Linked DNA regions of Canis lupus: region 1 is linked to region 2. A link is a contact called in public Hi-C data. All regions are on one chromosome and are shown on one strand. Each heading gives the region's core, a stretch centred on a gene start, on an enhancer-like site or on the middle of the called end of the contact. The rest is flanking DNA. Distances are from core to core; before and after follow the strand shown. Region 1 holds the start of GOLGB1 (golgin subfamily B member 1). Region 2 holds the start of POLQ (DNA polymerase theta).

What was found. Hi-C and Micro-C count contacts between places; a contact is called where the count stands out from the background.
Region 1: a Hi-C map of blood shows a contact between it and region 2, with 4 times the contacts expected there. The contact joins the promoter of GOLGB1 here to the promoter of POLQ in region 2. A contact is called at or near these places in 3 of 9 Hi-C or Micro-C datasets (amygdala and blood).

What each region holds. Positions count from the first base shown.
Region 1 is chr33:25,656,805-25,660,787 of UU_Cfam_GSD_1.0, reverse strand. It overlaps GOLGB1 (golgin subfamily B member 1), which reads left to right and starts at 2,071. Exons shown (of 21, transcript XM_038582998.1): 1 at 2,071-2,222.
Region 2 is chr33:25,473,969-25,478,563 of UU_Cfam_GSD_1.0, reverse strand. POLQ (DNA polymerase theta) reads left to right here and starts at 1,652. Exons shown (of 30, transcript XM_038582983.1): 1 at 1,652-1,941; 2 at 2,636-2,815. The coding sequence starts at 1,764.

The DNA.
Region 1 (3,983 bases), core at 822-3,321, 180 kb before region 2:
TGCTCTTTTCCCTCTTATCTGATGGGTCAACTCCTAATTATCTTTTATTTTCTTGAATACTCTCTCAGGGCCTAAACTGCTTCCATTAAATTGCATTCTAAATTATTTCCAGTCTTTCAGTGCTCTTTAAAAAAAAAAAAAACCTGTTTAGCTCTTTAACCTCCACCCAGTATTATACCTTCATTTTCCTAGTGTTCACTGTAGTTCTCACTGAATGACCCAGTCTGTGCTGACCCAAGAATGAAATGCAGGGCCCTAAGATCTACTTACGATACAGACAATTTTCTAATCTCTTCTCCTCTAAGAAGATTTCATTATATTAAAACTAGATCTGTTCTAAGGCTGAATGTGGAAACAAGGAAGTAAGGAGAAAGACAATGTTTGTGTAAGGGAGTAACTATTTCAATAGGACCCCAAGCAGATGGTTTTGATTTTCTCTGAGACAGAAGTTCATCTATCTGCTCCGAATGTGAGGAGGGTGTTAAAGGTTTGAATAACTGTTTTATTTTTTTTTAAAGATTTTATTTATTCATGAGAGAGAGAGAGAGAGAGAGAGAGAGGCAGAGACATAGGCAGAGGGAGGAGCAGGCTCCACGCAGGGAGCCTGATGTGGGACTTGATCCTGGGACCCCAGGATCATGCCCTGGGCCAAAGGCAGGCACTCAACCACTGAGCCACCTAGGCCGTCCCAAGTTTGAATAACTGTTGTGGGAAATGGGGGAGGAAGCTGAGTACACACAAAAGATTTGGAGTATGCTGAGGATGAAGTTGGAAACTGAGTATGTAAAATACGTTAAATTTTCTCCTGCAACATGCTGCACTTTGAAGGTACAAGTGAAGACTGGTGGTTGCACTGATCCAGGCTTTGCTGGGTACTGGTAGTCAGCAATGTGAGAATATGATGTACTGATGCAGTACTGCAGCTTTGGCATTTGATAGTTACTTCATTTTTATTTTATTTTATTTATTTATTCATGAGACACAGAGAGAGAGGCAGAGGGAGAAGCAGGCTCCATGCAGGGAGCCCGATGTGGACTTGATCTGGGGCCTCCAGGATCACACCCTGGGTGAAAGGCAGGCGCTAAATCCCTGAGCCACCCAGACACCCCTTGATAGTTACTTCAAATCCTGGCTCTGCCCCTCATTATGTGAATTTGTGCAAATTCTTTAATCTTTTCAAACCTTACTCTATCCAGTATAAAATGGTGATAATCGTATGTACTTCCTAGATTCTAAAGATACTGAGTGGCCTACCGCGTACTATTCTTGGACCTGTAAATACAGCTGAGACCAAAAGATAAAAATTCCTGTCTTTTGGACATAATAATGTAGTGGGGAGAAAACAAAGATTCAAAAGGTGGCAAAGTGGGCAGCCCGGGTGGCTCAGCGGTTTAGCGCCTGCCTTAGGCCCAGGGCGTGACCCTGGAGACCCGGGGTCAAGTCCCCCGTCGGGCTCCCTGCTTGGAGCCTGCTTCTCCCTCTGCCTGTGTCTCTGCCCCTCTCTCTCTCTCTCTCTCTGTCTCTCATGAAAAATAAATTTAAAAACAAATTTGTTAACCCGGTTCTCATTTTTCATAGTAAAAATGGAAAGATCGCATTAGACGACCTCCTTCCTCGCTGATTCTAAGAGCAAGCCCCCTACCCCCACTCCCTTCTGCAACAGCTCATCCAATCCTGTAACACCTGGTACCCGCAGTACGGGGGATCCACTAAAGTCCAAGCCCGCCGTAACCCGGCTCAAGGACCGTCCACACTGCAGGGAGACCGAATCCCCGCCCCCCCAGCAGCCCAGTCGCTTCCCCTTCCCACGGCTTAACACCTGACCCCCGCCGCTGCACGCACGCACGCCCTCCAGGCATTTCCGGTTACTCCGCGGATCTTCTTCCGGGGCACTCGCTCGCGTCTGCGCCGCCCCTCCGCCGCTGTTTAGAGGCCATTGATTGGCTCTTTCTTTGAGGAAGCCGAGCATTTCCCGGCGCTGATTGGCTTCCGTCATTGTTGATGGGTTAGTTACAAACAAGGCGTGCCTGGTCTCCGTGGTAACGCCGTGCCGATAGCCCTGATTGGTCGCGGGCCTAATCCCGTCTTCCGTCCCGACTGCGAGTGGTTGAGTCCCCCTGACGGGGCGCGGCGGCGGTAGGTGCCGCGCACGGGATTCCCGAGCTGACGTGGCTCGCGTTTGGGAGGGGGCCCCCGGTGCCTCCGGCCGCACGCTCTCCCAGGTGAGTCCTCCCTTCCTTGAGTCCTTTAACGGTCACCCCCGTCCGCGGGGGCCGCCGCCGAAGCGGCCACTCTCGGGTCCCCTCCCTGCCCGCTCCTCGTTCCGATTCCGTCCGGGATCCGGCCCTACACACGCCTCCCTTCAACCCACCAGGCCTAGTTCTGGCGGCTCACAAGCAAGCGGGCCCCGTCGCAGGGCTTCGTGGGCTCTCCCCGCGCGGCCCGCCCCTTGCCCAGGACGTTTCTTCTCCGGGAGCGACGGAGACGGCCGTCTGGTCAGTCCTGTCAGTTCGGCCTCGCTGAGGCCGCCGCGGGTACGCAGCAGGCTGACGTCGGGGAGAACCTGCCCGCCCCTCCCCCTCCCCCTCCCCCACCCCCCGCGGCGCTCAGGCCCTAAACAAACTTAGTTTCCGGAAAGGGAGGCGGGACCCAAAGGAGTCCAAGCTCTGGAAGGCGGAGATGACAGAAAACGGTGACGACGGATAGAACACCAGAGGGGGCCTGTCAGACGATCCTGCGTAAGGACGTGCTGGCGAGATTCGGAGACCGGAACGAGCTCGGCGGTGCCATCCGCACGACCCTCCCAGGAATCAGAGGTGGGCGGGCCGTTAGAAGAAACCAAACCCCGAAGAAAGTTCTGGAGGAAAGAGCAGTGGATTTGGTGGTGTGGAGGATGCCCCTCTGCTGAAGGGGAGGGCTGTGTCGGGGAGACGGGAGGCTGAGTCCCCTGACCAAAGAGGAATGTAGTTGTCTGACTTATTTAAGGAGTTCCAGTTGGTCTGTGGTGACAGGACGGCTTAGGTGAGGGGCAGGGATATTTAGAGTCACTGGGTCAGTCCTTGGGCCTGTGGCGGTAGTTGGAAGCTTTCTGAGCTTTTGAAGAATCTTAGAGGGCAGCCCGGTGGCTCAGCGGCTGAGCATCTGCCTTCGGCCCAGGGCATGACCCCGGGGTCCCGGGATCGAGTCCCCCCCCCCCGTCGGGCTCCCTGCATGGAGCCTGCTTCTCCCTCCGCCTGTCTCTCTCTCTCTTTCTCTCTCTCGTGAACAAATAGATAAAATCTTTAAAAAAAAAAAAAAAAGGTTAAAAAAAAATAAAAGAGCCTTACAGTTCTTTGAGAGATGGCAGTGGAGAACTCCTCAGAGAAAGGCCCAAGAAGGCCTTTCCAGAAACATAAAGTAACTAAATCTCTGCGGTTCAGAATGACTATGAAGAGTCAGACCTAGGTTAAGTTGGAAATGGCAAGCTTTGGTCGTGGAATAGACACAGGAAAAGTTGAAGAGGCCTAAAAAGTTGCAAATCTTATACACCGATCGTTTCAGGGCTTTTCCGTTTTCATCCCTTATGACCGGGGGATGAACATCGAAATAATGCGCCTGTCTTCCCTGCGTGACATGTGACCACATCTGTAGTTCCCAAACATTTTTTTTTTTTTTTTTGCAAAAGCTATTAGTAAAACATTTTTGAGCAAGCATATCCCAAATATATTTAGTTATGGATAACGGTGTACATAGCACAGTAAATGTTATATACAAGATCATATTTTTTATGATTTTATTTATTTATTCATGAGAGACACACAGAGAGAGAGAGAGAGAGAGAGGCAGAGACACAGGCAGAGGGAGAAGCAGGCTCCAGGCAGGGAGTCCGACGTGGGACTCGAACTGGAATCTGCAGGATGATGCCCTGGGCCGAAGGCGGCGCTAAACCGCTAAGCCACCCAGGCTGCCCTACAAGATCGTATTTAAAAAGATGAAAAAAAAAT
Region 2 (4,595 bases), core at 403-2,902:
TGTTGCATGTTTGAAATAAACTGTAAATTTGAAAATATTCTCTAGACTTCTTACTGGGATGACAGTAACTATTCCTTACATTTTATTCCTAATTATGTTCCTCATTTGATCATAGTTCACCTAATAAAAATAGTGTGAGGGATCCCTGGGTGGAGCAGCGCTTTGGCGCCTGCCTTTGGCCCAGGGTGCGATCCTGGAGACCTGGGATCGAATCCCACGTCAGGCTCCCTGCATGGAGCCTGCTTCTCCCTCTGCCTATGTCTCTGCCTCTTTCTCTCTGTGACTATCATAAAAAAAAATAGTGTGAGATCTGTGAGATTTTTTTTTTAGTTTATTTTCCCTTAAGATGCAAGATTTACATGGGAAGCAATATTAGAACGTTTAAATATCACTTCCTTCCAATAGTAATTATTATGTGGAGGGCACTGTTCTAATGCACTCTATACATAATGACTTATTTAGTAAGTCACATGGCTCACTGTTATTATTAATATTATTAATAACTACGTGGTATACTATATTATGCCTATCATATACACACAAGAAAGGAAGCACAAAGGGCTTAAGCAAGTTGCCCAAAATCATACAGCTATTAAGTCTTCAAACCCGGCCTGTTGGCTCCAGATGTGCACTCTTGACTTGTATGCTGTACTGCATCTCAGAAAGTTCTTGCACGACTACAATGTAAATTAGGAGTCCTCACTCTTCCCTTGATCTCAGTGTTCATTTCTGCCTGAACACTACTAGTACAATTTAAAATTATTAATGTGTCTCCTTCTCTATATTCTTTCTCTTTTTTTAAAAAAAAAAATTAAAGATTTTATTTATTTATTCATGAGAGACACACAGAGAGAGGCAGAGACACAGGCAGAGGGAGAAGCAGGCTCCATGCAGGGAGCCCGACGTGGGCCTCGATCCCAGGACCCCGGGGTCACGCCCTGGGCCAAAGGCAGGTGCGCCAACCACTGAGCCACCCGGGCGTCCCTATTCTTTCCCTTTGAGAGCAGGACCCATTTCATGCCATTTCCCTTCCATCTACCCTGATGGCCAGTACACAGAAGGTGCTCAATAAATGGTCGAAGAACGCAGGAAAACCGCATAAAAGAGGACGAGGAAAAATGTTTCCTCCACGGAGCAATGTCTCCATCTTGTGGAATTTTTAGAACATTGCCATTCGAAAACATTTTAAAAATGAAGACCCTCGTTTTTTCGCAGAATTAATTCCCAAATGCTATCTCCCAGACTTGTGCTGTGGGGATTTGCACCATAATCTGCAATATATATATATATATATATATATATATTTTAAATACCAATACGTTAAGAAGAGTCACATCCCTGAGCTACCTATTACGGGCAACGCATTGTATGGAGTCAGCAAATCTTGCTATTCAAACCAGAAATGGACAAAAAAGAAGGTGCTTAGGCCAGGCTGATGACAAGTTCGGGCCATACCTACAGAGCCGTCCGCCCCCCGGCTCGGTCCGCGTCCCTCGTTCTAGGCGCATCCCGGGCCCACCTGCCAACAAGGCGACAGGCGGGAGGTCCGAGACGCCGGCGAGGGCCGCTCCTTCCCCACGACTCTATGGTTCTCAGGGGACTCTCAGCCCCGAGCGCTCTATGGTTCCGGCGTGGGCTGGGAGGCCGGAGTTTGAAAGCCGTGGCGGGAAGATGGCGGCCGCACCTGCCGCGGGGCCCGGTTGCTCCGGAGCGGGAGGACGCTGCGGCTGTCGCTTTCCCTGAATCGCCAAGAAGACTTCGCGATGAACCCTCCGCGCCGGAGTGGGAAGCGGCGGCGTTCAGCCTCAGGCTCGGACTCCGTGTCTGGGAGCGGCGGTGACGGCAGTGACGGCCTCCTGGCCCCCCGCGGACCGGTGCTCAGCCCACCCCCGGGCCTGGGACGCCGCTGCGGGGACCGCGGGCGGCTGGCCGCCGCTGCAGGTACTCCCGGGCCCTCCGGGGGCCGCGGGCCGCAGGGCTAGCGGTTACCGTCCGCGGCTTGCGTGATTGCACAGCCCCCTGGGCGTCTACTCCCGTTCCCGGCTTGTGACTGGCCTGCTGCGGCCGGTCTCTAAGTTAGGCTATGGACGTGCGTAGTGGGCGACAGCCCGGTGATGCTATTCAAGCGTCGTGTGGGTCTTTGGAGCTCTACGGAGACGACTTCCTAGTTGGCCAACTCTCATCACCTGTGTGTGTGTGCCGGGGAGGCTCCCGCCTAATGGCGCCCGGTGCTCCTTGCAGATCCCTCCATTGGAAGTGCTTTATGTCACCATCTGCGTTATCTGGCCTCGGCCCCACACGGAGGTATTTCAGAATACAGTGGAAGACTGACCGCCGAAGTCCTATATTAGAATTAGGTTCAACTATTTTCTTTTTTAGTTTTTTTTTTTTTAAGATTTTATTATTTTATTTATTCATGACAGACACACACACACACACACACACACACACACACACACACACGCACAGAGGCAGAGACACAGGCAGAGGGAGAAGCAAGCTCCATGCAGGGAGCCCGACGTGGGACTCGATCCCGGGTCTCCAGGATCACACCCCGGGCTGAAGGCGGCGCCAAACCGCTGGGCCACCCGGGCTGCCAGGTTCAACTATTAATTACCTTTTCCTTTCCTGAAAGGGGAATGCAGGCAGACGGTTGCTGACGATGGAACAGACCAGCTGCTGTTGGCCAACTGGGGACTGCCCGTAGCGGTGCTGGAGAAGTATCACAGTTACGGCGTAAAAAGGATGTTTGAGTGGCAGGCAGAGTGCCTTTTGCTTGGACAAGTGCTGGAAGGAAAGAATTTGGTCTATTCAGGTATTCAAGTTTGTGCAGATTAATTTCTGTACTATTTTTAAAGGCATGAATATTAAAGGATACTCTGGAGGTAGTTAAGTAGTTTATTTATTTTTTTATTTTTATACTTTTTATTTACTTATGATAGGCACACAGTGAGAGAGAGAGAGGCAGAGACACAGGCAGAGGGAGATGCAGGCTCCATGCACCGGGAGCCCGACGTGGGATTCGATCCTGAATCTTCAGGATCGCGCCCTGGGCCAAAGGCAGGCGCCAAACCGCTGCGCCACCCAGGGATCCCAGTTAAGTAGTTTAAAAGGTAGTAGTTAGGAGGTGGTTTTAAAAAGCGGATGAAACAGTACTTTATAACTAGAGAAAGTCTTAAAATCTGAAAAATAGAGTCTCATCGTATGCATGTTAAGATTATGCAAAATTCCATTATATTGGTGGGAGTGGGGAGCAAAAACGAAATTTATTATTTATTTTACTTATTCATGAGAGACAGAGAGAGAGAGAGAGAAGCACAGACACAGGCAGAGGGAGAAGCAGGGGGGAGAAAGAGAGAGAAGCACAGACACAGGCAGGGGGAGAAGCAGGCTCCATGCAGGGAGCCCGACGTGGGACTCGATCCCAGGTCTCCAGGACCACGCCCTGGGCCGAAGGCGGGGCTAAACCGCTGCCCAAACACAATTTAAAGAGAGCTGTTCTGCTTGCCATTCCTCTCAACAGACATGTCCCAGGATGAAGTTGCAAGGGAGATAGAAATCTGCTCTTCTTCCAATTGATCTTAGTTGTGCTTTACAATATTTGAACATTCTACATTATATATTTATACATTGACCTGCTTATACAGGGTTGTATACATGAAACCATAATTTACCTTAGAGAAGACTTCTATAGGCTTTCGAGGTCAACTCTAACAAAATTCATACTTTTTAACCTTTTTACTGTACTGACTTTGGAACTTATCTTTTGATAAGATGCACTTTTCATCAGTTTTTTCTGAAGTTGTGAGTCATCCAGATTTTTCGTTATGGCTCAGCAAATAGACAGTTATCCTTAGGTATAAGGGTTCAGGCTGTGAAGTCAGATTGCTTGGGTTTGAAAACTGTAACACTTGCTGCCTGTGGTAATTCATAGAGAGCGTATTAATAGAAAGCATGGGAGAGTGCTTAGAACAGTTCTTGGCATGTAGAAAGTACATAGTAGGTGCTAACTGGTGTCAGTGGTAGAATGGCCTGACCATTTCAACTGCTTAAACCAGAACCTGAGCACCATTCATCCTCTGGTCACCGGCTTACATTACTCACTAAGTCCAATGTGTATTATCCCAGATATCTTGTTTTTTGTTTTTTTTTTTTCTTAAGATTTTTCATTTGAGAGAGAAAGAGCACATGCTTGGGAGCAGGGGTAGGAGCAGAGGAAGAGGGAGAGAGAAGCAGATTCCTCTTTGAGTGTAGAGTCTGACAGGGGCTCAGTCTCACGACCTAGAGCTCATTACCTGAGCAGACATCAAGAATTGGAGGCCTCACTGACTGAGCCACACAAATATCTTTTTAGGTGCACTGCCTAGATTATCATTCCCTCCTTTTTTCTTGTGGGTTATATCAATATCTTCTAGATTATGCAACAGCCTTATAACTATTTTATTTATTTAATTTTTAAGATTGTATTTATTTATTCATGAGAGACATAGAGTCACAGGCAGAGGGAGAAAAGCAGGTTCCCTTTGGGGAGTCCAATGTGGGACTTGATCCCAGGACCCCGGGATCACAACCTCAGCCAAAGGCAGACGCTCAAC